Regions from separate parts of the Mus musculus genome. Here regions 2 and 3 are each linked to region 1. The links are chromatin contacts, called in public Hi-C and HiChIP or PLAC-seq maps. All regions are on one chromosome and are shown on one strand. Each heading gives the region's core, a stretch centred on a gene start, on an enhancer-like site or on the middle of the called end of the contact. The rest is flanking DNA. Distances are from core to core; before and after follow the strand shown.

The links. A called contact is a pair of places that touch in the nucleus more often than the background predicts. HiChIP or PLAC-seq counts read pairs in DNA pulled down with a chosen protein or histone mark.
Region 2: a FOXA1 HiChIP or PLAC-seq map of pancreatic cancer cells shows a contact between it and region 1. The contact joins the enhancer-like site here to the promoter of Exoc2 in region 1. A contact is called at or near these places in 2 of 39 promoter capture datasets (cranial neural crest and hippocampal neurons), 1 of 484 Hi-C or Micro-C datasets (CD8 T cells) and 2 of 115 datasets of contacts at active chromatin or transcription factors (embryonic stem cells and pancreatic cancer cells).
Region 3: a contact with region 1 is called in a Hi-C map of the G1E-ER4 cell line, with 2.4 times the contacts expected there. The contact joins the enhancer-like site here to the promoter of Exoc2 in region 1. A contact is called at or near these places in 12 of 39 promoter capture datasets (the 3T3-L1 cell line, the C10 cell line, cranial neural crest and 6 more), 1 of 484 Hi-C or Micro-C datasets (the G1E-ER4 cell line) and 13 of 115 datasets of contacts at active chromatin or transcription factors (bone marrow-derived macrophages, craniofacial prominence, differentiating embryonic stem cells and 7 more).

Annotation. Positions count from the first base shown.
Region 1 is chr13:30,972,663-30,975,540 of GRCm38.p6, forward strand. Exoc2 (exocyst complex component 2) reads right to left here and starts at 1,385. Exons shown (of 28, transcript NM_025588.2): 1 at 1,334-1,385.
Region 2 is chr13:31,505,339-31,508,174 of GRCm38.p6, forward strand. No RefSeq gene overlaps it. Among named protein-coding and RNA genes, the nearest start is that of Foxq1, 51 kb to the right of the region's middle. Within about 2 kb of position 1,318, at least 45 of the 459 cell types and tissues checked have an H3K27ac peak or open chromatin away from gene starts, as enhancers often do. A contact at or near this core is called in pancreatic cancer cells, where this site is marked.
Region 3 is chr13:31,679,963-31,682,990 of GRCm38.p6, forward strand. No RefSeq gene overlaps it. Among named protein-coding and RNA genes, the nearest start is that of Foxf2, 56 kb to the left of the region's middle. Within about 2 kb of position 1,474, at least 9 of the 459 cell types and tissues checked have an H3K27ac peak or open chromatin away from gene starts, as enhancers often do. A contact at or near this core is called in the G1E-ER4 cell line and embryonic stem cells, where this site is marked.

The DNA of each region.
Region 1 (2,878 bases), core at 135-2,634:
TTCTGTTCTTAAAGGAGAAAAATGGTTTTATTACAGAAAACAAAGACTATTCACATTTCCCTACTGGCATTCTTCAGCATGTAATCACCAAGTGATTGGGTCTTTAAATCGTGTTGTGTCCGAATTTTAATCTGAAAAACTGGTTTTTACGTTGCTGATTTGAAGTTCTAAAAGATCACCAATGGATTCGGCTTGGGAGTAAGGACAAATTTGCAACAATCTCCAAAATGTTTCTAACTGTCCTTCTACCACTGTGTACTATGTATTTGTATGTAGAACTGCTCTTCCTACCGATGATTAGAAAATTAAAATAATCAATCAGCTCTGGAAAGCCCTGAAGATGCTCAGTGTCCCGTAGTTACAAATATTAAACCAAGACTTAACTATGTATGTGAAAAGAACCGAGTTATCCAACTCTATGCTTTCATCTTTAATAAATGGTAAGTTTGATGTATACAAAAATTGTCCTAAAATAAAAAGCTTTGTGATTTACAGATAGTGAATACATAGATTGTCTACCTATTTTATAAACTTACATATAAAACCATGGAAATTCTTTATAAATTTTTGGTGGCAAAAGTTGAAGAAGCCCCATACTAGAATACAGCCTTTACAAATGTTTTGAATGTAATCTTCAAGGTATCACCTTTTGGAAGGTAATAGTTCAAAATGTCTGGTACAGTAAATTAAATAATTGAAAAAGAAAAAAAAAGGACTACTTTCTAATAACTCCAAAAATTGTTTCCAACAAACAGAGGTTCCCCTGCTTAAAAATACTGTCTACTGTGTCAAACAAAAGAGAACATGTAAGAGGCAAGCACACATCAGCGTCTTTCTGTCACCTTTCGAATCACAAATTGTTCACACTTAGATCATTCTTGTTTTGACTTTCAGTTCCTTGCCATTGGGGGAATCTGTTACCAAGCCTGGGCCATCACAAGCTAAGCTTTATAAACAAAGTTAGTAGAGAGATAACCAGTTGCCATTAGTGTTTTTAGTGTAAGGCATTCAAATGGCCGAATGGAGGTGTGGCTGAACCCGCACTTGCTGCTCCCAGAGTAGTAAAGGAAACCATTCAAGCTTCCCGTCCACGTTAGCGCGGGGGACTTAAACAGATTCCAAGCAGACCCTGCACACCAGCCGCTCCTCCGGGTCCAGCCCGGCGGCCTGCGCGGAGGCGGGTGGGGAAGGCTCGGCCCGCGGCTCCCACACTCAGCCCCGCGCCCCGGGTCCCTCACCGCGCCTCCCCAGGTCGCCCAGCCCCGACGGTCCCGTGCCACCGCGGAATTCCACTCCGGACCCGGGGCGTCCTCACCCAGGACGCGACACTCACCTGCAGCTTGCAGGCGGTGTCAGGTCCCAGCCAACCGGTTCCAGGCCGCCGCAGCCAGCACTAGGGCCGCACTTCCGCACGCCGCGAGCGCCGAGCGCGTCGATCCGCCGCCTAGCCGAGCACCGAGTGCTGGATGGACCGCCTCTTCCCAGAGGGGAAGGAATAGAAGGAGGACCAGACTATGGAGAAGGGAAGTTAGAGGATATCGACGGCATGGAAGTGGACAGAGAGGGAAGAAAGGGAAAGTGGGGAGGGAGGAGGAGAGAAGGGTGGAGAGGTGGAAAGGAGAAGAGGAATTGATGGGAAAGGGAGAAAAGAAGGAGGGAAGCAGAAAGGAGGAGAGGGAGAAAGTGGAAGGGTGGAATTCGGGGAGGAAAAAGAGGGGAGGGGTAAAGAGGATACAGTCGGTTAGAGTCACAGTAGATGTTGCCCAAGAGTCCACAGCGGTCAGGGATCAGCACCAGGTCAAGAGGCAAACCTCAGTCAAAGGACTGCATCTAGCCAGGAGTGCCCGCCTTATTAAGATTTCTCACAGGTCAGAGCTTTGGGGTCCCAAGGGTCTGAGTGGCAAATTGATTTGCAAACTCACAAGACCCCCATATTATAGAAACGACTGCTATCTACAGCCCATAAGCCCTAAGGTTTGAAGGTACCCTCCTGTGGACTCTGGAGATGGCCAGCTGAACTGAAGCAGACATATCCCTGTGGCTTCCTCTGTAGCAGGAACGAAGGACAGTGATCTTCAGCAGAGGATAATGGCAGAAGCATAGGGTCTACCTGTGGTTGTGTTGCCATGACTGTGGAGAGAAGTAGCTACGGGGTGCCCATTATCTAAGACCAATAACAGCCTAACCTTTCTAATGCTGAGACCCTTTAATACAGTTCCCCATATCGTGGTGACCCCCAACCATAAAATTATTATGTTGCTACTTCATAGCTGTAATTTTACTACTGTTATGAAGGCAATGTAAATATCTGTTTTCCGATGGTCTTAAACAACCCCTGCGTGAAGATCATTCCCCCAGGGGGGTTAAGAGCCACTGGCCTAAGCTATTTTTTTTTCAGATATCTTTCTGTGAAGCATACCTTATGCTTCATTCAGTACATACACTGAAGAGGGTGTCGTACAGGCACTATGAATTAAGAGATATTGTATGGCTTCATTTTTCTCTCCTATTTGTGAGAAGATACGTCAAAGTGTTTCCAGACCATCCATTTTGAAGATCAAGGGAACACTCTTTATTCGTGAGCAAGAGACTTGGCAGCAGAGGTCCTAAGGAAATACTGTAAGAAATCTCTGGCAGTCACGGAGCCTTTCACTGTGAAACAAAACCCTTCAGGTCTCAGTGACATGCCATTTGTCAGGTAAGGCTGCCTATCATCAAAGCCAGAATGGTGGCTCTGGAAAACTCACAGAGTTTTCCCTGGATCAAAAAAAAATAATAATAATAAATATACTATGCTAGTGAAACAGAAACACTCAGAAGAGGAAAGAGACTCTTTTGTTAACATAAAGAACACTGGTACAATTTTCTTTATTTTTCC
Region 2 (2,836 bases), core at 68-2,567, 530 kb after region 1:
AGGAGCTTTGTCACTTGGTCACTTATCTCTGTCTCATAGAGCAGGAAACCGAGGGACAAATTAGCTCAAGGAAGGTCAGGCTGCAAAATATGGAGCAAAGCCAGATTCTCGCCATGAACACCGATGCTTTGCTGCCTCCTCAAATGCCAGAAAAGTTAGCAGGTGATGACGGTAAGAACAGAATCAGTACTCCACATCAAAGGGCCCAACCACACTCAAGGCTCCCCCAAACCCCAGATCAAAACCACTGAAGAGAAGAAAAATGCCTCTGTCCCACGCATGCGCAGTCTTTCTCAGCCTGCACTCCAATGCAATTCAGGTTAAGTGTTGTTCCCTTGCTTTTCACCGATACGGAGATGAGTGACAAGCAAGACGGGAAGTAAAGTGTGTGAGTTTCCCAAACTATGTCATTTTCTAGAAGGTTTGGTGTCCACGGGAATCCTAGAACCACTTCCCCTCCCTACACAAAGACACAGAGAGTGTCCTTAAGACCTGAGCAGATTCCACCAGAGTTCCCAGTAGCTCAGCCTACCAAGGCTCAAATGCTGTGAACAAGGAGAAAGTTCAAAAAGTATAGGTACCGGGGCTCCCTGAATTCCATCCACTTCCTTCTGTGTTCCGTGCCTCCGGGATGCACAGATCTGTCCTTCTGTGTAGGAGGCAACAGCCAGGACTCCATTTTGAAAATAAGTCTGTATGGTGAAGTTTGTTACATCCAAACACAGTTCAGTTACTTATCTGGAAGAGCTGAAGCCCAGTGTCAGCAGAAGACTTTATGATTCTTGCTGTAGAGCATCACACACGACTGTAGAGTAATACTATGATGGAGGCATCAATATCAACTCCTTTATAACATGCCAGAGAAATGAAGGCTCAGAGAGGTCAAGAAGCTTGAACAGGTGAGGTCACACAGCCAAGTGGAAGAGCTAGGGTGTGAATCCAAGAGTCCACCCCGGAGCTGGCATGCCATGCTCACCTCTGCTTTTTCTATGCCTGGCCTGGAATCAGAGACAATAGAATAGATGGCAGTAGCCACGGAACCCAGGCACCTTGTTCTGAGCCTCTGTGTATAAAGTAGCAGAGAACTCTTGGCTCTGTACCAGAAAGGTGAGCTGAGGGTGAGAGGGAGTTGTTTGTGTAGATTCAGCGTTAGGACAGCTTTAGCCAGGCCTCCAGCTGACACATAGGTGAAGAAGGTCAAAACAATAACAAACATCCTTGGTCTGAGATCACAGGAATTGCTTAATTACACACTGCATTGTGTTATTACAGTGTTCGGTCTGGTCTCCTGTTCACCAGCTCCCGCTGCCTCCCTGGGTGTGGCCTGCAGAAACTTGCGGTTTGCCAAAGGGTTTCCATGTACAATCAGGTTCTCTGGCCTCAACAGTGGGCTGACCTGGCAGAGAACTGCCACAAAAGCCATGGCCAGTGATCTAGAGCTGGACATAGGAGCCCAGGTTGGAATGCAGAGGGGACTTGGGCAACTCTCACATCATTCCCTGCCCAAATGCCACTCTCTTTTATTTTCTTTCTAAACAAAAATCATCACTTTTTGCGTTGCTTGGTTGCTCAACAAGGAAAGAGGAACTGTTTCTCTTCCTTATCGTTTGCTGTTTACATAGTGCACAGAGGCAGCGTCTGGATAGAATCTGTGGGAAGTCCCGTGCTGAACTGGAAATTCTGGCTTCTTAAGTAATCTGTTGGTGAAATTTTGAGGATGAATAGATCATCTTTTCATTGGCTGTCAGTAGAATGTTCACGATTGATGAGGTGTGGGGTTTTGTTCTCAACCCTCTGTTAAAGAAGTGAGGTTATGATAATTTTTCTTTCTTTCTTTTTTTTCTGACACTGGACATTGAGGCCAGTGCTTTCTCAATACTGAGCTCTCTCCATCCTTAATTTGTACTCCCAGGCAGATGTCTTGGTTAGAAAATAACGTACTAATAGAAAACTAAATACAACAAAAATACAGCTGGGCGGTGGTGGTGCACGCCTTTAATCCCAGCACTTGGGAGGCAGAGGCAGGTGGATTTCTGAGTTTGAGGCCAGCCTGGTCTACAAAGTGAGTTCCAGGACAACCAGGGCTATGCAGAGAAACCCAGCCTCGAAAAACAAAAAAAAAAAAAAAAAAAAAAAAAAAAAAAAAAAAAAAAAAAAAAAAAAGAAAGAAAGAAAGAAAAGAAAACTAAATACAAGGACTTTAAACAAATAAGACACCAGTGGAGTTTGGTGACTCCTGGCAAAGATGTCACTTGAGTTAGTCGGAAGGAAAGGAGGCATGTGGCCTTAAGTATAAACTTGGTCCCTGTACTGGCTCTACTGGCTAGTTTTGTGTCAACTTGACACAGGCTGGAATTATCACAGAGAAAGGAGCTTCAGCTGGGGAGATGCCTCCATGAGATCCAGCTGTAAGGCATTTTCTCAATTAGTGATCAAAGGGGAAGATCCCCTTGTGGGTGGTGCCATCTCTGGGCTGCTAGTCTTGGGTTCTATAAGAGAGCAGACTGAGCAAGCCAGGGGAAGCAAGACAGTAAAGAACATCCGCCCATGGCCTCTGCATCAGCTCCTGCTTTCTGACTTTCTTTGGTGGTAACAGCAGTGTGGAAATGTATGCTGAATAAACCCTTCCCTCCTCAACTGCTTCTTGGTCATGATGTTTGTGCAGGAATAGAAACCCTGACTGAGACAGTCCCCTTTTAGTCTTCTTGTCTCTTTTTAGACAGTGTCTCACTCTGAAGCCTAGGCAGGCCTCCTACTCAGTGATTCTCCAGCCTCAGCCTCCTAAGTGAGCCTCTGCGCTCAAGTTGGTACTGAACTTTTAAACACATGTTTTCTT
Region 3 (3,028 bases), core at 224-2,723, 710 kb after region 1:
GTATCCTGAGGGGAAATTTGCATAAATTAATATGACTAGTTTTTTTTTTATCCAGCTGTGTTCTGCCTTTGATTCAAAATTAGCTAATTTTTAGAAACTCCGAGTAGTGGAAGAATTATATAAGAAAGACAGTACCTAGACGGTTAGTAGCAGTTAGAGATGGTCCTTATTTTTGGTGTTTCACATCGGCAGTTTGTTCTATACACTAGCATCTCACTGAAAGGCAGCTGGCAGTGACTTTCCCACTCTCTAGGCTGTGTGTGACATTGCTGATAGCTTCCTTTGCTGTATTGTTGGTTTTTAATCTCATGTCATCCAACCTGTCAGTCCTTGAGGTTATTTCTGGGTTATTAAAGTCCTCTTCAGAAACTTTTTGAGTATGCCTACATCTTGAAGTGCTTCTCTGAAACAAAAACCATGAAATTCTATAATTTCAAGAAAATATTTCTTTCCATGAGCTAGGCAACACTTCTTTCAATATGACATCAAACATTCAAGCAAAGCTAGCATGCTAATTTAGGCCTGTGATCCTAGCAATAAGAGGCAAGAGGATTATCATAAGTTTGGTGCCAACGTGTGTGGGCTACATAGTGAGTTCCAGGCCAATTTGAACTCTGTCAAAAAAAGTTCAATAACAAAAATGTTGGACTTTATCAAAATTGATGACTTTTTGCTCTTTATAAGACACATAAAGAAAATAGGATAATAAGCCATAGGTTATGGGAAATACTGGAAAAATATTTTTAATAAAATATTTCTGTCAACATATGGCTGATCAGCCAGTGACTGAGCAGGGGAGAGAATAGGGCTGGACTTTCTCACAGCCTGGGGAGTAGAGGGACAGAAAGGAGGGACAGAAAGAAGAGAGGGACAGAAAGGAGAGAGGGACAGAAAGGAGAGAGGGACAGAAAGGAGGGAGGGACAGAAAGGAGAGAGGGACAGAAAGGAGAGAGGGTCCAGGAGAAACCATAAGAAAACAGCTGGAGCAGAGAAAACCATAAAATGCAAATATCTTAGAGTTTTTGTCTGGGAGGTAGACAGAGTTAGGTTAGAGGATTAAAATAGATGAATACTGTGCTCAGTTGTTGTGCCTTAAAGCTTTTAAGTAAATACAATAGCCCTGCCTCAATTATTCCGGAGCTAGAGGGGTTAAGAGAAAACCGCAACATAGAGGGGTTAAGAGAAAGCCGCAACACTTACCAGATAACATTAACAATAGTTCTTCTGGGAGGTGGTGATGCATTTATGAGGTTGGACCTACTGGAAGGTCTTCAGTCACTGTGGAAATGACACTATGGACTTCCTCTTCCCATCCATGATGTGATGAGCAAAATCATTTCTACCATAATGTGCTACCTCAGCCAAGGCAATGGAGCCCACTCCACTGATCATGGGCTGGAACATCTAAAGCTGTGACCCAAAATAAAACTTTCCTTGGTCAGTTATCCCAAGACAGAAAGATCACTAGCACACACTGTACATGTGAAGTGCCCAGAGTGCAAGTCTACGGAGTTAGGAAGATAACCAACTGCTTAGGGATGGCATAGGAGTGAGAAACAAGGTGCAAATTAGGCGCTGGCAACTTCTCAAAGCTGGGTGGCAGGGAGAGTTACATAACTGTGAATTTATTTAAGATATCATTAAATTATACCCTTACAATTGGGACATTATAATTTAGAAATCTCTCTGTTAAATAAAAGTGTTCATGTGTGCGTGTTATAATCTAAGTTGGACAGCTCATATTAAATGTGCATACTAGGGTTGGAGAGATGCCTCGGCATTTAAGAGCACACAGGACACAAGTTCAGTTCTCAGTAGCCACGTTAGGTGGCTCACAATTGTCTAACTCGAGCACTAGGGAGGTCCAAGACCTCTAGCCACCACAGGATCTTGTATTCATATGTACATACTCCAACACACACACACACACACACACACACACACACACACACACACACACACACACATATACTTTAAAGAAAGTATACAAAAAGAGTTTTCACCCAATATAGATCTCAGCAATGATGATAATGGTCGGTGGCAGTGATGATGATGATGGTGATAGCAGTGATTATAGTCACAGGGAGATATTGTGTTTATAGAAATAAAAACAGAGCATGTATTATTTAAGTAAGGTGCACTTGGAGGAAACTGGGTTAAATATAAAATAAGACATAAATCTTAGCTCTACAAAGTCATTGTTAAAATCCACAGAGTTAAGAATCATCTCAGTTGCTGCATATCCTATTCTTGAAGTTGACTAACATTTTATCCTGAATTATTAGCTTACAGGGAGGTGGAAAAATTGGTGTTGTTTTTTTTTTCCTTTTAGTGTTCTCTTAATTTGTGGCCTGAGAATCCTCAACCATCCTCAGAAACATTTCACTATAAGATGGCATTGGATATTTATCAGTTTTATCATCCATGATTCATTTCCCTCATCTTTGTGTTTAATTTCTATTTTTTAAGAACAGCTGTGCTTCAAGTATATTTTACATATTTTACACATATTTTACATATTTACACATATGGGTAAAATATACACAGTATATTTTACACATATCTACCCTTTCCGTTTACTGCAAGCTCATCCGGTGTCCAACCAAAAGAAATATTCCTCAGGAGGGTGATGGATATTCAGGAATGCATAAGGGCATCATCTGGGAAAGGAGAGTCTTGAGATTTCCAGGCCCAAGTCCCAGATAAAGACCTTGGACCTCACCACCCCCCTTCTGAGCAGGTTACCTCCCATTCTCTTCTATGCATCCTTGTTTTTCCAGAACCAACCCCTTATTCTTAAAGCCTGACTCTTCCTTCCCTAGAGGACTGATTTATTTAATCAAGACTTTCCCCCTTGTCCATAGTGTTTGGACCAACTCAATGATGAATGACAAGGAGCTCTTCCTAAAATGAAACAAGCATCAAAGGACAAGAAAGGAGCGTGATGGTGGAATAAACCTCTTAAAAATGAAAATAGAAGAGTTTATGGTTCCAACTCTATGACGTTCTGCAACAGATGAAACTATGC